Linked DNA regions of Gossypium hirsutum: region 1 is linked to region 2. Evidence: chromatin contacts called from public Hi-C data. All regions are on one chromosome and are shown on one strand. The core of a region is the stretch at or near the end of the contact, and the rest is flanking DNA. Distances in the headings are between cores, read along the strand shown. Region 1 holds the start of LOC121204727 (cyclic dof factor 2). Region 2 holds the start of LOC107936305 (5-methyltetrahydropteroyltriglutamate--homocysteine methyltransferase).

Region 1 (3,513 bases), core at 968-3,467, 190 kb after region 2:
ACAAGGAATTCAAATAGGAAATAGACAGTTGAAATTGAATCAATTTTATAATTTTTTTAATAATTTTAAATTGTTTATACATTTTTTTAAATATTTTAATTATTTATGTAATTATTATTAAAATGTCGGTTGAATTAATCAGAATGAAAATTAATGATAACGGGTTTTATTATTAAAATATGGGTTAATATGTAATTTGTTCTCTGAACTTATTTAAAATTACTTAGTTGGTATCTGAATTTGTATTTCGTCACCCAAGTTGGTACCTCTTGTCTAACACAATTAGTTTATACTAACATAACATTGATAGCCAATTTGGTGGCAACATATGACAGCTTCTCAAAATGCCATGTGGCGAGAATAAATTTTAAAAAAATTAATAAAAATAGTATAAATTTTTGTCCAGATTGATTATTGATGTGAAAAATAAGTATGTATTTTTTTATTAATTTATATATTTCTAATTTTTTTTAAATTTATATCTACCACGTGGCATATTGAGAGAATATCACATGTTACCAACAGATTGTTATCAGTGTCGCATCAATAGAAACTAACAATTTTAATGTAGAAGTATTGGCTTAGATGACATAATACAAGTTAATGTACCAATTAAGTTTATTTAAATAAATTCAAGAATTAAACTTGAAATTATGCATTAAAACATTGATGTAAGTAGAATGTTTTGCAAGTAGGTAGCTTCTTTATGTCTAATATAATGAAGCTCAAGCTTTGCAAATTGCAACAAAATTTTGGACCCCATTTGGACTCCCAATCACCAAACAAAAATGTACCCTAAATAAAAATAAACAACAAAAATCCAAATCCAAATCCAATGTTCCCCTTAATTAAGTTGTTAATTGCTTACCTCTTTTTAGCCAGCTGTTCTTATATCATCAATCTTTTCTTAATGAAAATTTCATTAGGAATATCTAATGTATTTTATTAAAGAATTTAATTCATAGTCACAAGATTACAATATAATGTTAATTATGTCTAATAACATTATTTGAATGAAGCAGTGAATTTTGCAACAGTTAAACAATAAGACTGTTGGTTTGATGACGTGGACATTTAAAAATTACGTGGCATTTTTTAATCTATAACATGAGTTGGTGAAAGTTTACCCAAAGGTCCTTGTCCAATGCCGGGAATGCAATTTGGTCCCTGTGGTAAGAAAAATAAAGCAAACGGGGAAAGACATTGAAGGCGGCGTAAAAAGCGACTATTTTTATTTTGTTGTTTCACTTTATTACAAAAGGGGGCTCCACATTTTGGGTATTTTTAGCTTTTTAATGCCTTTAAGTTTGTCTTTCTTACATCAGCATCATCCTTAGCCACTACATCCAAATCCTTTTTTCTTTTGCTGATTCGGATGCCAGCTGGCACCAACCCCACCTCCCTTTTATTCTCTTCTAAATTAATCTAGCAAATTCTATATTACACTCTAATAATTTATTTATTTATTTTATGAAAATTATAATATAAATATTTTTATCATTCTAAATGGGACCATCCTTATATATTTATTTTTTTAATTAAATGTTCAAATGCCTTAATAAAAATATAATATAATAATATTTAATATGTCTGGAGATATATTTAAAAAATTCACTATTTTATTTTGCTTTTAAAATAAGACTCCAACATTTAATAATGATTTTATTTCCAATTTCTTTCCCCTCTTTTTAATTCCAAGATCCCATAAAATGATTCTATAATTTTAATCAAATAATTTATCCGTACCCAATTGCACAAAAAATATAATAAGAGTACCCAATTTTTTATTATAAAAAATAAGATAACATCGCCTAGTTTTTATAACCATGCCAAGAGCCAAAAAAAAAAATCAAATATAGTATTTTTAAATAATTTGAATAATTTTTTAATTAGAATATTATTTTATTGAAATAAGACATAATGTATTAATTGTTATCATATTGTTATTACTGTATTAAATGCTGCTGCTGAATGTTGACAACTTTATTCATTATGTGATGGATAAAACATTATTATAAAGGATTTGCTTTAATTGGTGATTATAATTTATTTAATTACTAATTTAGGAATAAATTCGATAATTAAATAATTTCCAAATAGAAAAAAAAGGCAGAAAAGTTTAAAAAATTTTACTCTGATCCTCCACGTTCTTTATGCTTTATCACAGAGACTTTTTTTTTTTAAATATATATTTTTTCATTTTTCTTTGTGTTTTTATGGGGTTTTGTGGGATTTTAGTGAAAAAGAGTAAAAACACTATAAAAAGTTGCCTCCTTTCTTCTAAAAAGAGTCTTCTTTATTTTCTTTTACTCATTCTAAAATCAACTTTATTTTAAATTTTTTGGGGCTTAAAAGTTATGGTTCTTGCTCTTCATACCTGCAAAAACGTCAAAGATTGTATGTAAAAAAAAATGAACGGTGGAGATCCAGCTTTCAAGCTCTTTGGAAGGAAGATTCCTGTGCTTGAACCTCAGATTCATGCTGGGGTAAGCTTACATATATTCAAAGTTCATTTTTAAAATTTTTATATTATTTTTATTTTGGTTTAATGTATATATGTGTTGCTTGTCCACAATTTTAGCTGTTGTTGTTAGCTTAATATTTCTGGGTTTGTTGTTTATGATTTGTTGGTGAAAATATTAACCTTTGAAGCTGTTGTATGCACCCATAGTTGAAGTTTTTATGACTTAAAATGCATTTTTTTTCATATTTTTCTTGTTTTATTGAAAGAATTTTTTGACTTTGTATTTTGGGATGAATCTGCTTGCTTTTTATGGTATAAATTATAAATTGTTTCATTTCTTTTTTTTATTTGTGATTAGTTTCCTTTCTTAACTTTACATTTCTCTAATTTATGGTTTTAAATGAACTAAACATACCTTAATTCTTTTGAGAAAAAAAATTGATTTTGGGTTTGGGCAGTAAAAAAATTATAATTTATTAGGAATTTGTCAAAAAACATGATTCTTTATAGAGTGATTATTTAGGAAACTGAAGTAATTGATGCCTCTTTTCCTTTTATTTCTTATACAGATTTCTATATATAAGAACTCCATTTCTATCAAGGAGAGTTGTTCATTATAGCAAATTTAAGTGACCATCGTTTCTTTTTGATGAAATTTGCTTAGAAAACAATTATTTTCGTTAATTTTCCGATTTCAGAATTGAAAAACAGCTTTATAAAGATATATATACACTTGTGTATGTATTCATTGTCTTTGGATGATGGGGAAAAACAGCTGTTCATGTAAGTATTACAGTCATACTTTCTTACATGTTGCTAATGGAATTATTGTGAACTAACTGATGTTTTACGATAATCGTGCCAAGGATGTCGTTTGTTATGTTTCATTTAATGATAATCGAGCTGGAGATGTTGTTTCCAATGTTTTTTCCTTGATCACCAAGTTTCTAATGCTGTTTTGGTTTTGAATTTCAGGATACATGTGGTGAGGAAACAAACCCGGCAACTGAAACTTCTCAAACAAATACATCTGGTAAGCCAGATAAGTC
Region 2 (3,419 bases), core at 547-3,046:
GAGTAATGAGACACCTATAGTTAAAAGGTACTCGGGTGCAACTAGACAAAGATTAGAATTTGATAGGTATTTGGTCGAGCTCGAACAATCAAATGAGCCAAACTCAAGTGTCCTAATGGTTCACTCAAGTACACGAGACTAATCGAACTTTTTATATAGGTGAGCTTTATATACGTATCAAGCTTGAAGTCCAACATGTGACTGTAAATAGGAACCAAAGGAATCAGATATAAATACACCGTTACATAGAGAACCAAACAAAATGCAGATCTATAAACCAATGACAATTTATAGCAATAAACCAATGATTAAAATTTTCTAAACAAAAATAAAAGAAAAGACAAAGTTCAACATTATTACATAAAGGTACGTATTAAAAATAACTTAGCATGCAACTTTAGCATGCCCCTGTATTCCAATAAGTGATAGAATTCAGTATAGACAGACCAAAAGATCATATGAATTAATGTTTGGAAATTATCATATATTTCTCTAATAAAATATATTCATATGAAAGCAAGACAACTTAGGGGTGTAATGAGACACTTATAGTTAGAAGGTACTCGGGTGCAACTAGACAAAGATTAGAATTTGATAGGTATTTGGTCGAGCTCGAACAATCAAATGAGCCAAACTCGAGTGTCCTAATGCTTCACTCAAGTAGGCGAGACTGATCGAACTTTTTATATAGATGAGCTTTATATATATCAAGCTTGAAGTCTAACATGTGACTGTAAATAGGAACCAAAGGAATCAGATATAAATACACCGTTACATAGAGAACCAAACAAAATGCAGATCTATAAACCAATGATTAAAGCACTAGATCTATACAATTATAAAACCCCAAAACACTGGATCTATTAAATTGCTTTCAAAACAGACAAGACAAAAGAAAAGCCAAATAAACTGATAGAATACTAACACTAACGATTAGATCTCACTACAAAAAACACAGAATCTTGAATAATTCCAAAAACCTAAGCTAAATCAATTACTTATAAAAACTCATAAAGAAAATCAAGTGAATGCTTACACTTCTTAATAAATGTCAGCAAGAAAAATCGATAGAAACAACTCGAAGCAGAGTTTTTAAATCGTAATAATGAAAACCCAGAATGAAAATGAACTGCTATATTCGAAATGCTGAGACTTTCAAATAGATTTCAATAATAAAAAAACCACAACTTTTTTGGAATCTTTTAGATCATATTTAATGAAATCCCAGAAAGAAAAATAACCAAGAATAAAAGTTTACATTTAGTAAAAGATCTCAGTGAAAATATACACAAATCTCTCAATGTTTTTTCTTTTTTAAATCATGGTAATGAAGATCCAGCAAGGAAAGGAAAGAAAGAAGAGTTAGAATGACAGGGAACCGCAAACAGTGGGATATGAAAGGAGGGAACCGAACCGTACCGAAGTGAACGGAGGTGAAACCGGAGAGAGAACCAAAAATAAGTAACTCAAAGAGATACAGAAAGATAGAGAGAGAGATGAAGAGGAAGAAGTGGCACAATTTTAGAGAGTGGAGGGGTTGGCTATTTATAGCTGAAATGGTGTACTATTGGCTATAAATGAGTGAAATCCCAGATCTGAATCTAACGATGATGGTGATTTTTTTTTCTTCTCTTTTTTTGTATTTTGCTTCTTCTTTTTTTCTTTCTAGTTTTAGATTTTAGTGAAATTTAAGCATACGCGCGGCCTTTTTAAGTGGCGCGTGGTGGAGTTGTTTTTGGTTGGCGGTGTGTGAGAGAAAATACGTATTTTTCTACAAACGAGATTGTAATTTCGGATAAAAAATGTTTCGTAAATATTAATGTTTTATTATTATCCCAACCAAATAGGTGTGATCCAAATTGGATCCAACCTAACATTATATTTAATTTTATGGAAATTTTATTTGATTTTATTGTCCATGAATTTTTAAAAGAAATCGGATAAATGGGTAAATAATTTAGAATTGATTTTATATTTTTTTATGATTTTTTAATTAATAATTAAATTGATTAAACTAAAAATTAGTAGGATAACAGAACTAATTATTGACTCGATTTTTAAAATATCGATAAAACAATACCATATGTTTTAAATAAAAATATAAATCAAATCATAGGTATGACATTTATTTAATTCTACTTCACTAAGATTTATCATAATAGTAACCTAAATTTATAAATATGTATTTCTTTTTATTATAGAGACTGAATTAAATTAATCATTCTACAATTAAATGAAATAGTTTAATATTTATGCTATTAAAAATTTTGAATAAAACTATAATTTTAACATATTAATATTTACAGTTTAAAAGGTGACATAAAAAATATTTTTTATTTGTAATTCAACTTCAAATAATTTCATTGAATTATAAAAACTTTAAAAATATTAAATTTTAATTCTTTTAAATAATATAATGATTAAATTAATCCATTTAATAGTAAAAAGAGTAATTTTATCATGCCCGTATAATAATAAAAAATTACTAAACACTTTCACTTTTTTTTTGAAAATTCCTGAATTAGATTAATTGAAAAATAAAAGGTTTACAAAAGTTTTACCATATGAAACGACAATTGAATAACCAACCTCACAAATAAATAAATTAAACCATTTCATTATTTCTCGTAAATAACCCAATCAATAATAAATGAGCTATCTCATCCCTTCTTTTAAGGCATCTAAAACAACAAAACCAGTGGCTCCTTCAAAAAATAAAACGTCTCTTTCCAAGTAAAAAAAATCGAGACTTCCTTATCTCTTCATTTCTTTCAAGCCTCGGACACTAAGAGAAGCTTGATTTGTCCGCCAATTGTCCATCTCCACACCGCTGCTATCACATATGAAGACACCCTCTCCAACAAATAATTATTTTCCTCCCTTCGCAAACCCTCTTTAGCAAAAATGTGGGCCAGCTCATTTTCGTTTCTTGTTACATGCCTAAACATACATCCAACAAATCTTCACTGGTTTTCTTTGCGTCAATTATATAGGCACTCAACACTGATATGCCAATCACTCCTGCATGTAGCTTTTTTATCACTGAAAGATTATCTCCTTCAATCACGACCTTGCTGAGGCCCAAATCCAACCTTATCTGAACTGCCTGGAGACATGTTATCGCTCTCGCTGCTACAATAAAGGTAGGTACGTGATCATTTATAATTATTCTCGAACCCATTATCTTACTATCTGTATTACGGGTAATTAACCCTAAGCAAGATTTGTTTGATCTGGAAAGGTAAGCTGCATCAAAGTTAATCTTGTACCAAAAGGGTTCAGGTGATCTCCACCTCTCCAAGCCAACTCGCTTACCAGGTAATTTTTTGTTAATCCCCTATAAGTCTTTTACATACAATCTGGTGAAATTTGCTACTCTATTGCTTGATTAATGACTCCCATCATGAACGATTTTATTT

Evidence for each region. A called contact is a pair of places that touch in the nucleus more often than the background predicts.
Region 1: a contact with region 2 is called in a Hi-C map of leaf, with 2.3 times the contacts expected there. The contact joins the promoter of LOC121204727 here to the promoter of LOC107936305 in region 2. A contact is called at or near these places in 2 of 34 Hi-C or Micro-C datasets (both in leaf).

Annotation. Positions count from the first base shown.
Region 1 is chrA08:123,815,309-123,818,821 of Gossypium_hirsutum_v2.1, forward strand. LOC121204727 (cyclic dof factor 2) reads left to right here and starts at 2,218. Exons shown (of 2, transcript XM_041075156.1): 1 at 2,218-2,486; 2 at 3,440-3,513. The coding sequence starts at 2,412.
Region 2 is chrA08:123,622,465-123,625,883 of Gossypium_hirsutum_v2.1, forward strand. LOC107936305 (5-methyltetrahydropteroyltriglutamate--homocysteine methyltransferase) reads right to left here and starts at 1,797. Exons shown (of 12, transcript XM_016868997.2): 1 at 1,420-1,797. LOC121204723 (a long non-coding RNA gene) reads left to right here and starts at 2,673. Exons shown (of 3, transcript XR_005899920.1): 1 at 2,673-3,143; 2 at 3,242-3,318.